Linked DNA regions of Mus musculus: regions 1, 2 and 4 are each linked to region 3. A link is a contact called in public Hi-C and promoter capture Hi-C data. All regions are on one chromosome and are shown on one strand. Each heading gives the region's core, a stretch centred on a gene start, on an enhancer-like site or on the middle of the called end of the contact. The rest is flanking DNA. Distances are from core to core; before and after follow the strand shown.

Evidence for each region. Promoter capture Hi-C pulls out the DNA fragments that hold promoters and counts their contacts. Hi-C and Micro-C count contacts between places; a contact is called where the count stands out from the background.
Region 1: a Hi-C map of regulatory T cells shows a contact between it and region 3, with 19 times the contacts expected there. The contact joins the promoter of Mcm2 here to the promoter of Pole4 in region 3. A contact is called at or near these places in 3 of 484 Hi-C or Micro-C datasets (CD4 T cells, CD8 T cells and regulatory T cells).
Region 2: a promoter capture Hi-C map of pre-B cells shows a contact between it and region 3, with 11 times the contacts expected there. The contact joins the promoter of Txnrd3 here to the promoter of Pole4 in region 3. A contact is called at or near these places in 1 of 39 promoter capture datasets (pre-B cells) and 3 of 484 Hi-C or Micro-C datasets (CD4 T cells, CD8 T cells and Th1 cells).
Region 4: a Hi-C map of CD8 T cells shows a contact between it and region 3, with 7 times the contacts expected there. The contact joins the promoter of Abtb1 here to the promoter of Pole4 in region 3. A contact is called at or near these places in 3 of 484 Hi-C or Micro-C datasets (CD4 T cells, CD8 T cells and regulatory T cells).

Annotation. Positions count from the first base shown.
Region 1 is chr6:88,897,071-88,900,308 of GRCm38.p6, reverse strand. It overlaps Mcm2 (minichromosome maintenance complex component 2), which reads left to right and starts at 1,529. Exons shown (of 16, transcript NM_008564.2): 1 at 1,529-1,664; 2 at 2,793-3,022. The coding sequence starts at 1,659.
Region 2 is chr6:89,642,416-89,645,565 of GRCm38.p6, reverse strand. It overlaps Txnrd3 (thioredoxin reductase 3), which reads right to left and starts at 1,578. Exons shown (of 16, transcript NM_001178058.1): 1 at 1,164-1,578. The coding sequence starts at 1,433.
Region 3 is chr6:82,651,348-82,654,416 of GRCm38.p6, reverse strand. Pole4 (polymerase (DNA-directed), epsilon 4 (p12 subunit)) reads left to right here and starts at 1,552. Exons shown (of 4, transcript NM_025882.3): 1 at 1,552-1,793; 2 at 2,250-2,334; 3 at 2,939-2,980. The coding sequence starts at 1,578.
Region 4 is chr6:88,840,502-88,843,677 of GRCm38.p6, reverse strand. It overlaps Abtb1 (ankyrin repeat and BTB (POZ) domain containing 1), which reads left to right and starts at 1,743. Exons shown (of 12, transcript NM_030251.3): 1 at 1,743-1,909; 2 at 2,778-2,840; 3 at 2,913-2,968. The coding sequence starts at 1,854. Podxl2 (podocalyxin-like 2) reads left to right here. Exons shown (of 8, transcript NM_001347327.2): 7 at 1-171; 8 at 702-1,121. The coding sequence ends at 911. It overlaps Gm15612 (predicted gene 15612), which reads right to left and starts at 824. Exons shown (of 3, transcript NR_045880.1): 1 at 582-824; 2 at 1-197.

The DNA.
Region 1 (3,238 bases), core at 280-2,779, 6.2 Mb before region 3:
TTTCTATCCCATTACAGTAAAGGGATTACCCACCTGCAGGGTCCTTCCAGGCCTGTGGTGACTCTACCCCTCTCCGTTGTCACCAGGTCTAGCAAGGCCCAGGCTACTTGGACTCTTCACAGAATGTGGCTCTGGTTTATCTTGTCCATGACACCCTGCTAGTAAGGATGGGTAAGCATGGAATGGCAGACCAGTAATGAGAGATTCTATAAAGGAGGAAGATAAGTTGTTTTTTGTTTTTTTTTTTTTTAAGAATTGGGTGCTTGTCATATCATTGGAACTTGTAGGGGCCTAGGGGCTTATGGTGGACACAGTCAGCTTTTCAAAGAACATATCCTATTATGGTGGCATAATATGCTTTCTATTTTTTATTTATTTATTTTTGAGTCTCTGGCATATAGATGCAGTACCTTCCTGCATCGATAGCAGCTCTGGGTACCACAGTGGCATCCAGCAGACAAGAGGGTGTGGATTCCTGTCTCAGAGGTCATACTAGCCCATCTCCCTAAGATACCCTTTAGCACCTTGGGGTATCTCTTGTACTATAAAGCCTGCAGATCCCCCTTTCTGAGCGTCCTTCCTGATTTCCTCTCTGCCCTACACTAGGTTCTGTGTGGGATTATTGATGCTGTGCATACAGCAGAAGTCACATCCTGCCCAGTAGCTGAGAACCAGATGCCTAAGACTGTAGGAACAGTAGCAGGCCTCTCACTGGAAGCACTCAGCCTGTCTCTGCCCACCTCGTCAGGTGGTAGCTACTGATTCATCCTACACCTCGATTTAACAGATCCCTCAGGTGACCTCATGTCAGGACAGAGCTCCAACTCCTAGACAGACTGCTAATCTGCAGTCTGAACTCTCCCACCTTTCCTGGGCATTACAAGCTTTGAACCAAGGGAGTGGTAATCCCTATATACTCCCAGCCTTCGCTGTACTGCATCACGCACCAGGCCCTTTTCACCTGGAACATCCTCCCCATACCTTTGCCAACTGCAGCCAAGTACAATTGATTCCCACTTTGATAAAAGCCCACAGCAGCCTGGGTGCTTGAAGGATTGAACCTCAGTGCTTTGGGAGAGGTTGATGCCAAATCAGGAAGAAATCAGAAAACAAGCTGGGCAGTGGTGGCCCACGCCCTTAATCCCAGCACTTGGGAGGCTGAGGCAGGCAGATTTCTGAGTTCGAGGCCAGCCTGGTCTACAGAGTGAGTTCCAGGACAGCTAGGGCTACACAGAGAAACCCCAGCCTCGAAAAACCAAAAAAAAAAAAAAAAAAGAAATCAGGAAACAGTCTCAGTTGCAACAAGTGGCCATACCGACACTTAGATACCTAGGTCACACTCTAGAAGGCCGGATTGGTCCTCAGAGCCACTAGTGACCCAAAGTCCCGCTTCCTTGCCTTAGCGTGGTAAACGCTGAAGGGTTAAGCCTAGGTGTGCAGGAGGCGAGGGCTCAGCCTTTTGAAAGCTGTGGGCGGGGAGCGGGGCGGGGCTTTCTGGTGTGGGCGTGCCCAAACATTCTAGCCCTCCTTCCGCTCTAGATTGACGAGGACGTAGTGACGTCTGAGTCCTCCCGGCGCTTCCCGGGCATGGGCGGGTCACGTGGTCTAGTTTTCGCGCGAAAACCGGTGGCAGCTGGTGCGGTGGAGCTAGCGCAGACATGGCGGTGAGGAATGGGCTGATCCCGGGCGGGCGGTATTCAGCGATCTCGGCTAGCTTGGCCGGTATCTTCCTCTAGTGGCAGGCTTGAGTGCGGGGCTACCTGCACCAGTCTGGGACGGGTCGTCTCTGCTCTCCTCATGTGTCTCTAGGCCCCGGGTTTACACGCACTTATGGTGGTGAGGCTGCAGGAAATGGAACCCAGAGCCCCGCGCATGTAGGGAAAGCCGGCTACCACGTAGCTGCGTGCATCCCTTCTCTCTTGAGAGTCTCATAGCTGGGCCGGGGAGGCGTATGCCTTTAATCCCAGCACTAGGGGGTTACAGGCAAGCGGGTCTTTGAGTTTTACAGAGTGAGTTCCAGGGCAGCCAAACTGCACAGAGAAACCCTTCCTCAAAAAGAAAGAAAGTAGAAAGGGTCCCACTAAGTAACCCAGGCTGGGGTTGAACTCGCTCTGTAGTGCGGGTTAGCCTTGAACTTGGCGATCATCAGGCTTCAGCCTCTAGGTATTTTGGATTTCATGCCTGTGACATCAGGCCCGGCTTTCCTACTCTGTTTTGTTTTTTTTTTTTTTTTTTTTTTTGGTTTTTTGGTTTTTTGGTTTTTTGGTTTTTTTTTTTTTTTTGGTTTTTTCGAGACAGGGTTTCTCTGTATAGCCCTGGCTATCCTGGAACTCACTTTGTAGACCAGGCTGGCCTCGAACTCGGAAATCTACCTGCCTCTGCCTCCCAAGTGCTGGGATTAAAGGCGTGCACCACCACTGCCTGGCTCGGCTTCCCTACTCTTACTGTTAGCGTTTTCATTAAAGGTTAAAGATCTGTTCTTTCCACCATTCACTTCTAGAATAGTGTTCCTTGATGCCTCTTTTATCTTCACCTCTTGTTTCAGCACCCAGCATATTGTGGGGTTTGGGCTAAGTGGGGTGTGAAAATAGATTATAAACAGGTTTTTAAAAAAAACTACATAGCCCCCGAGGTTTTTCATAAGACAGACATGGACAGATCTGAGGGACTAATATGTCCCTGAGAACAATGCCTAGTGTACAGGAGACAGACTGTGGGAAGGCCCCATGGTAACCAGGAGGCTGTCAGCCTGTGTCCCTCCAGTGTCTGATGGCAGACTTTTTCTCCTACAGGAGTCTTCTGAGTCTCTCTCAGCATCTAGCCCTGCCCGTCAGCGGCGCCGGATCAGTGATCCCCTCACCTCCAGCCCAGGCCGCAGCTCCAGACGTGCTGACGCCCTGACCTCCAGCCCTGGCAGAGACCTCCCCCCATTTGAAGATGAGTCTGAGGGGCTGCTGGGCACAGAGGGGCCCATGGAGGAAGAAGAGGATGGAGAGGAACTCATTGGTGATGGCATGGAGAGGTAGGCTGTGGTTAGGTGGCTTAGCAGAAGGACCCCCCCCCCCCCCCCCCCCCGTGTCTGGTGGCCTGGCCTTGGGGACCCATGAGTGTATGAGCCAACCTGGTGACTTTGCCTTTGTATATGGCTTGGTTGGGATGTGGAGGTTCATCACCCACTGGGAAGATGCATTTAGCTCACTGTATACACCTCAGACTAGACCCTAAAGCCCAGGCAAGC
Region 2 (3,150 bases), core at 329-2,828, 7.0 Mb before region 3:
TGGCACCATTTCATCCCGTTTCTTGTGGTAGCACTCTTAATAGGAGCCCAGGCTGGCCTTGAATACATGATCCTTCTGCCCAAGCATCTATTTTTTTTTTCATTTAAATTGTGCTAGAAATGGAAGCCAGGGCCTTGCTCCCACTAAGTTACACACCTGGCCTTTATTGTTTCAACTTTCTCATAATGTTAAGTAAACATCAAGATATTGAACAGCCCCATCTTGCATCTTCCTTCCAAAGATTTCAATAAGAATATTTTTATCTCATAATATGAAAACAATGTCGAATGCCCACCCAGCCCCAAATTACAGAGTGTGCAACAGAGCTTAAACTAGCCACGACTTCCATGGTTCTTAAAACCTCCTCTACCTTCATCTTACAAGCTCCCTGCTAGTTCTGAAACCTGGTCAAGGAGCCAAACATGCTAGTTAACAAATGGGATCTAGATCCAGCTTCAGCTAGCCACGCAATCCTATTTTAATAAGACAACAATTTTAAATATTTTTTGGTTGTTCTTTTTTTTTTTTTTTTAACTAAAGCCCATTATCAGGCTGGAAAGCAAATGTTTCCCTAGATGGCAACCTCCCGGGACCCCGTAGTGAGTCAGAGAAGGTAGGCAATGAAACCTGGGAAAGTGCTACAAAAGCCCTACTCCGTCCACCTTCAGGCCCCGCCCACCTCCCATATGTCAGCGCAGGACCGCCCGCCCACTAAGTTCCACCCAAACCCTCCCTTACCCCCCACCCCCCATACACTAGGTCCCACCCACAGAGTTCCACTCAGACCCTCCCTATTAGCCCCTCCCACCAGGACCCCCTTCCACGGTTCCAATCCGCCCAATGAGCCCCGCCCAGACCCTATTCCGGTTACGCCCATCAAGCACCCTCCACAGACCTCCGCTTCGCCCCACCCACCAACCTTGCTCAGACCCCGCCCACCAGGCGCTAACTACTGAGCCCGGGGTTCGCCCGGCTCACTGCTCAGACCTCTGATCAGTCCCCAGATCCGGCTCACAAACTTACCCAGCCTCTTTATCGACGCTCCTCCCCGCCCGGCCCACCCTGTCCTGGCTTCACCTTCACTTCCCTCCTCCCACCGGGATTGCTTAGACCCTGCCCATCAGGCCACGCCCCAGAGCTCTGCTACGGCCGGCCCCGCCTACCCGCGTGCTGTGTGGACAGTAACTCTTGCTGAAGATCATCACCCTGTTGCCCTCGATGAGGTCCCGCAGGCGGCGCCGCAGCTCCTCGCGGGCCTCAGAAGACGGGCGGCTGGTCCCAGGGGAGGCCAGGCGGGCGCGGCGGCCGGGTGGCGACGACATGAGGCCGCCACGGACAGCACCCAGGCGGCGGTTGGGGAGGACTCCAACCTTCCCCAGCCCGGGCGAGGTCTGCGCCCGAGGAGGCGGCGGCGGGGACGGTGGCTTCTCCAGGGCTTTGTTGTCGCTCCGGGCCGAGCCGGGCCTGCTGAGGAACCGGGACGCGGGCGGCCGCCTAGGGGACGACGCCGGCAAAGCCGCTGAGAACTTGAGAACGCTACGCACTGGCCGCGGGCGCACCGGACAGCTACGGGGCCACGCCCCCGACCGCGCGACCCACGGAGAGGGCCCGCCTACCGACCGGCCACGCCCCCGGGAAAACTTTGCCCCACCTCCAGGCCTCCACAGGGCTAAGCTACGCCCCCTTAGCTCAGCCTGGTGAGCCTGCAAACTACTCTGTCTACCACCCAGTGGCACAGTGGCAGTCACTTGCCATTTTCAAAGGTGCGGAATCAAGCTTGTATGCTCTGCTCTTCTTGTAATTACTGTTTTCATTATCGTTTTACCACAGTTTTTGACACCCAGAGGCCTCTCTACAGTTCCTTCCGCTCCTGATTCTCCACCAATCTCAAAATAGGTGCTTTTCAGGAAGGGTAGATGTCTCCACTTTATTTCAGAAAATGTGACAAAAACCTTGTCTAGGAAATACTGATTCTTTTTTAATTTGCACTACTGAAGCTGAATAAAAATTACTATTGCAATTCAGTTTCAATATGAGGTTCCTAGGTTACTACCTCCCCAACCCCTCAACCCACACACACCCTCAGCAATTCACTGTGACAGTGTACTGCTTAGTTTTTGTCAACTTGGAGCATACTAGAGTCACCTGGAAAGAGACTCAACTGAGGAAATGCTTCCTTCAGATTGGCCTGTAGGCAAGCCTGTGGAATATTTTCTGATTAATGATAAATGTGGTGGCATCAGGCCCACTGGGGAGGGGGTGCCACCCTTGGGCAGGTGGTCCTAGGTGGTAAGAGAGCATGCTGAGTGAGCTATCGAGAGCAAGCCCACGAGCAGCAGTCAGCTTCTGCTCCTTCTTGGGTTTTCTGACTTCCCCCAATAATGGAGTGTGACTTGGGACTTTTCCCAAATAAACCCTTTCTTCCTCTAAGTTGTTTTTGGTTAGTGTTGTTATCACAGCAACAGGAAATAACTAGGGCACAATGGATTCTCAAGCCATCCCCAACACAGGAACCATTTGGAAAGAAGGTCAAATAAGAACAGGCGGTATGCAAACATTTTATCAACTGAGCCCTCTCCCTGGGCTCACGTTTTAAAGTTATTGCTGTAAGCAGCCCTTCTGAAGTTCAGCTTCCTGTAAATGAGCAGAGGCACGGACTCTAATTAGTGGCCACTGTTAGTCAGTTAGCTGGACTATCCTTAGCACCTGTGGTCTGGAACGCCCACTCCACAGAGGCCTTGAGGAAAACTGCATGGCCAGTGTATCTGGTGCCTGTCTGAAGGGCAGGCTCAACCAGGGCTGCTTCAAACATTTGAGCCAGACTTGTTATCACCAACCCTTGAACCCTAGAAGACCCTACTAAAACTCAAATCTTTTTCACTTGCAACCCTTTTTAACCTGAATGATTTCACATGATCTCAAAAGTACATTCAACAGATTCACAAACATTTACTGGTAATAAATCATAATGAATTTAATTTTTAGGAAAATCTTAGGTACCTTTATAATTTCACCCTTTATTAAAGATGAGAGCAAATTTACATTCTAATGAGATGGATGGATAGGGTTGTTTGTTTTTACATAAAACAAATCTTGGCTGAAAATTCAATACCATAGAAGGTAGAACATTGTCACTGTTTTTCATAATTG
Region 3 (3,069 bases), core at 303-2,802:
TCTGTGGCTCACTCATAGCTGTAAATAAAATTACTTACCTGCATCAATAGTACAGGCATTATGACTAAACATTAATATTTATATAAAGCAATTAACTAGGTACACAGTGTTCTTATTATGCCTTATATTAAAAATTTAGTGTGTGTTGGATGCATTTGTTGGTATAAAGGCCCAAGGTCCACAAGCTCACTGATTTGGTTCGGCTAGCTTAGCTGGCCAAAGAACTTAAGCAATCCTGTTCTCTTAGTGCAGAAGTTACAGGAGTTCTATCACACTAGCCTTTTACTGTGTTCTGGTGATTCGAACTCAGGTCCTTGATGAGCAGCATACACTTTACTGAGTTGTCTCTCTTGCCTATTGCGAATATTTGCCACACTTCCATGCCAGATCTCTGGTTCGGTATGAGAACTCATAGGTAAGAAGAGGCAGGGAGAGGCTTCTTGGAGATCCTTTGCAGAGGCCGGCGAGGTCAAAGCGATTTTCTGTTTTAAAGATAGGGCCTTACTATGTCGTCCTCGCTGGCTTGGGAACTCCCTCTGTACACCAGGCTGGTTTCAAAGAGCATGATGTGCTTTTGCTACTTGAGTGCTTATATTAAAGGCGTGCACCACCACACCTGGTAAAAGTTATCTTAATCTTAGTCATTCTCATTCTCTCAAGAAGGTGCAGTGGAATTTTCCATAACTATGCAAAAAAACAGATAGTAAAATGTTGAGAAGCAGCTAGACGATCAAATTGTTTTCTAAAGGAGACATTAATTTTTTTCTCATCAATTTTTGTTTTTGTTTTGTTTTGTTGGTTTTGGTTTTTTCGAGACAGGGTTTCTCTGTGTAGCCCTGGCTGTCCTCGAACTCACTTTGTGGACCAGGCTGGCCTCGAACTCAGAAATCCGCCTGCCTCTGCCTCCCAAGTGCTGGGATTAAAGGCGTGTGCCATCACCGCCCCGCCAATTTTTGTTTTTGAAAAGTTACTTGTCATGATAATGTTTTGCCAACACTACATACTAGTATTTTAAAACATAAACCCTATGCAATTAATGTTCCTAGAGAACACAGTTTTTAGTTTTGTTGTTTTGAGTAAGGAGATCAGTGTTCTGAGCTAACCCTTGTTTGACCAACCACAGACAAAACTTGCTCTCCGTGTCTGCACGCCTTTTTTGCAGTGGTTTCCTCCCACTAAACCGCACTTCCAATTCTGCCCGTCAAACGTCCCATTCCACCTAAAACATGATCCCCGGCGCTGGCCCGGGTCTGTCGCTGCGCGGGGCAGCGTTGTGGGGACACCCACGGGTTCCCCTCCTGTTGGCCTAGAGGTTAAACTCAGCACCTACTGAGGCTCTAGAGAAGCATCCGGACTTCCGGCTCAGCTAGGCCACGCCCGGCCGCTTCCAGGCTGTGGCCGCCCGGAAGAGTACATCAGACCCCGGAGTCAGAGGGGGCGGTTCTGGCGCGCCACGCCTAGTGAGGGTGGGGCCACGCCCACACGGAGAGGCGTGGTCTCTACCCGGCGCGGGAAAGGGGCCGAAATCGCGTGCGCGCGCTCAGTCAGCGACCGCGCGCCACACGTTTCGGGAGGGGATGGCGGCAGCGGCGGCTGCTGGGAGCGGGACGCCCAGAGAGGAAGAGGCTCCCGGAGGGGAGGCAGCGGCTTCGCAGGCCCAAGCCCCGACGAGTGCACCCGGGGGAGTTCGCCTCTCGAGGCTGCCTCTGGCGAGAGTAAAGGCCTTGGTGAAGGCAGACCCTGACGTAACGCTGGCGGGACAGGAAGCCATCTTTATCCTGGCGCGTGCCGCGGTGCGACGGGGAAGCAAGGGCGCCTGGGTCGGGGAAAGGGGCGTGGCATCTAGGGGGCGTGGCGCTAGGGGGCGTGGCGGGCCCTGGTACGCCGACCTGACTTGACTGAGACCTAGGAAGGCCTCTGTGGGCCCCGTTTGAGTTGGTTAGCCACTCTCCTCTTCACGAGGACCCACGCAAATTTAGTTTGCATGGCTCCCACGGCTCACACAGAACTTGAAGGGGATCCTAATGAATGAGTAGGGTGGATTTGGAGATATTAGAGCAGGGGGATTGGAGCTATGGAGAGGGATAGCAGAAGTATTTTCATAAGTTCAGTACAATGGTAGCTTCTAGAACTTTCCTGTGTGGTAGAGTTCCCCCTTTACCCTTCTTGTCCACGTCTACACAGGATTGCTCATCTCAGTGGGCTAGAGTCCACTAATCTCTGCTTGCTTTTTTTTTTTTTTGTTGCAGGAACTGTTCGTGGAGACTATCGCAAAAGATGCCTACTGCTGTGCTCAACAAGGAAAGAGGAAAACTCTCCAGAGGAGAGATTTGGGTAGAGTCGCTGTGGTACCCCAGGGTGGACAGGGGAGCTATGGGCTGGGCTTTCTTATAGCTGTTTCACAAGGCATCATTGAAGCAAGGGGAAATTTGGCTTTTGGTTTATTTGTCTACCTGGTAACCCTTCCACATGTGTAAGCCTTTAGAGACTGTACCTCTCATTCCCTTCTATGCTGCCAAACTCTTTTTCTAGTATCTTTTTTTTTTGTTTTTGTTTTTCGAGACAGGGTTTCTCTGCAGCCCTGGCTGTCCTGGAACTCACTCTGTAGACCAGGCTGGCCTCGAACTCAGAAATTCACCTGCCTCAGTCTCCCAAGTGCTGGGATTAAAGGCGTGCACCACCACGCCCGGCCTTGTTCTAGTGTCTTTAGAGTAGAGAGAAAAGTGAATTTTGGAATAAGACAGGATTGTAGGATGCCTTGAACAGCATTTTCGCTGGCTTTTGAGGTGAGACAGTTAAAAGAATAGTGAGTGTAAAGATGGATCTTAGGACCTCTGGGTTACAGTTTGTAAGTGATGTCATTTGCATAAAATTCCATGTTGGGTCTGATGTCTGAATGGCAAGAGCCAATCAAGTATCCCTTTACCTTGTGTTTCAGATAATGCAATAGAAGCTGTGGATGAATTCGCTTTTCTAGAAGGTGAGTTCACTGCCTGCACAGACTATTTCTCTGTTGATGATGTGAGCTTCAAACCTTATAAAACCTTATAAAACAGATGTGTGGTTTTC
Region 4 (3,176 bases), core at 494-2,993, 6.2 Mb before region 3:
CAGAACTACTCCACCACCAGCAGCTGCCAGGCACGAGCCACCCAGGTGCGCAGTGACTACGGGACGCTCTTTGTAGTGCTGGTGATCATTGGTGTCATCTGCTTCATCATCATTGTGCTTGGCCTACTCTACAATTGTTGGCAGCGCCGGATGCCCAAGCTCAAACACGTGGTGAGTAGGCCAGGGAGGGCTTAGGACTGTAGGGCAGAGTGTGGCTAGTATCACCCAGTGCTACCCAAGAGCCTCACCTAGAAACCTGTACCAACTCAGTTGTGCTCAGTGCCACCATCTACCCTCTCTGAGCCTGGTCTTCGAGGAGATACACAGTGAGGGGGAGTTAAGTCTCACCAAGGGATCCCTCCTCTCCTCCAGCTCTTCCTAACCCCAGTGCCCCATTCTGCAAGGCTTGAGAGCAGCTGCTCCCCTCAGTCCTAGAAGCCAAAGGCTCCTGCAACCTGCACAAGAGAAAGGGGGCAGGCCCTGCACATTCTGCCCTATCTCGTATGCTTTGAGTGGGCTGTCTCATGTATAATGCGCTGTTGGAAGGGATCAAGTGACACCAAGGGGGTCACAGGGTTTACCTGCAGAGGTTTAGGTTTGAGTTGCAGGCACTTGTATCCTGGGCCCCAAGGGAGTAGTACCCTGGGGGCTTGGCGTGGCCAACCACTGTGCGCGCCTAGCGCTCTCTCCTGCTGCTGCAGTCGCACGGTGAGGAGCTGCGCTTCGTGGAGAACGGCTGCCACGACAATCCCACGCTGGACGTGGCCAGCGACAGCCAGTCGGAGATGCAGGAGAAGCAGCCCAGCCTGAACGGTGGGGCCATCAACGGCCCGAGCAGCTGGAGCGCGCTCATGGGCAGCAAACGCGACCCTGAGGACTCGGACGTGTTCGAGGAGGACACTCACCTGTGAGCGCCGGGCCACGGGCGCGAGACTGCCCGACGCCACGGCCCCGCGCCCCTCCCGGTCCTCCACGCGGACCACTATGCTTCCCCACCGCAGCAGGCGACCGCGGCGCAGCTCCCACCCCGCCCTGCCCGGCCCCGAGCGCTTGCCCGAGGCCAGCGCGCTCCCCGCGCCAGGACTCCATTAAAGCCGCTAAGACGCGCGGGCCGCTCCGCCTCCACGCCTGTTTTTTGCCTTCCGAGGGCTGCACTCCGGGGAGTGGGTGGGATGGGCCTGGAGGAGTAGGTGGGGCAAGGGAGGCTGGCTGGGCGTGGCCAAGGACGGGTGGGCTGGGAATTTCATGGAGTTTGTGGGCGTGGTTAGGGATATGTGGGCGGAGGGTAGGGAGTATAAGGTCATCTGGGTGGAACCAGGCCGGGTGGGCTGAGCCTGAAGTAGGCTGGGAAAAGTCCTGGTGGGCGAGGCCTCGGCCTGATGTGCGGGACCTGAACCGAGCTAGACTCAGGACTGACAAGCGTTCCAAGCCTGTGGGAGGTGCTGTTTTCAGAACGGATCCCAAGAAATGTGGGCGGGGCCTGCAGCGAACTGCTCTTCCGGTGAAGCTCTTCTGAGGAGGCGGGGTCTTGGTAGTGAGCTATTCTTCGGGCGAGTGGGCGGAACCTGGGGGAATTGAGTTGTCCTCTAGACGGGTGGGCGGGGTGAAGGCTAGAAGTCCCCAGAGGCTAAGTGGGCGTGGTTAAGGTTACTGGGTGCGGCCTTGGGGAGCGGCCTTCTGGATGCGAGGGCGGGGTTCGGGCCGGACGGTCCTCCGGGCGGCAGGCGCCGCTGCGGAGTCGCAGGCGGGCATAGCTAGGCCGTGCCGCGAGGGGCGGGGCGGTGAGTGTTTACATCCGGCCGGGCACAGACGACTCCCGAGATCACTCGGCCGGGGGTCCAGTCTCTTTCGCCATGGATACCAGCGACTTGTTTGCCAGCTGCAGGAAAGGGGACGTGGGCCGTGTGCGGTGAGAACCTGAAGTGCAGGAGGCGGGCAGGCGTCCGCAGGGCTTATCGGGCACGGGTGTGGGGTTGGGCGCCGTGGGGCTCCCGAAGCTGACCGAGTCAGGGAGATCGGGCTCTAGGTCCCTTACTTAGCTCGGTGCAGGGAAACGACTCCTCTCCGTGGAGGTTCCAAGAGGCGCAGGCGCCGCTGGTGCAGCCAGTTACCAGCCTGGCGCCGAGACCGTGATCTCCGTGGGCAGGCAGGGAAGAGAAGGATCCTGACCCTTTTCTTTGATAGACTCCTTTCTCCCATGGCCCTTCCTTCCAAGTCCCCTGGTCCTCAACAGATGTGACCAAGCTGCAGCTCTCTCCGACACCAGATGCCACCTCAGAGTTAATGATCCGTCCCTCAATTTGAATGCAGCTCTGAGAGTTCAGGTCTTGCCTCAGATAGCCTCCTTGGGCTGCCATGTCCCAGTGATCGCTTTCTGGTTCATGACCTCTTCTCCTCAACATTTTATCAATTGTTTTTTCCACTTCTTCCATAGATCTGTTCTGTTCCCCTCCTTCCCCGCCCCCAGTGCCTGCATCAGCTTTCTTCTGACTTCCCTGCCATTGGCTCCCCAGGCTGAATTAGGGGCCCCATCACCTTCTCTCTCCCAGATATTAAAAGACCAAATTCTCAGCCTTCTGAACCTGGGGCTTGGCCTCTGTCCATGAAGCCATCACCCAACTCACAGTTGCAGACCCTTGCAGACCTGTGTAGTCCCAGGCCTTACCCTTCTCAGAGGCATTCCCTAGCCCAGAGAGATGTGGCCTCCTTCCCCTTCCTGGTTGTCTCTCTCCCAGATGAGAAGCAATTCTGACCCAGGCTTTGAACTTCCTGCCCAGGTACCTGCTGGAGCAGCGAGACGTGGAGGTGAACGTGCGGGATAAGTGGGACAGCACCCCTTTGTGAGTGTGAGCGGTGGGGTAGCTGGGTGGGCAGGGTGGGCCTACCCTACTGACAGCTTCCCCCTTTCCTAGGTACTATGCCTGCCTCTGTGGGCATGAGGAGTTGGTGCGCTACCTGTTGGCTAATGGTGAGAGAGGGTCAGGGTCTGCCTGTAAGCTCTGAGACCTTGCTCCATGTTTGTATGCACCCTTGATTTCTTGTTAACTCCCTAAAGTCAACACATAGTACTCTCTAACCCTCTATCCACTTTCTCACGTTACCCTTGACACCCAGGCCAGTTCTGGGGCTGTCTCCTGTACTGTACCACCATTGGTCTGCTAAACTGACTCTCTGAT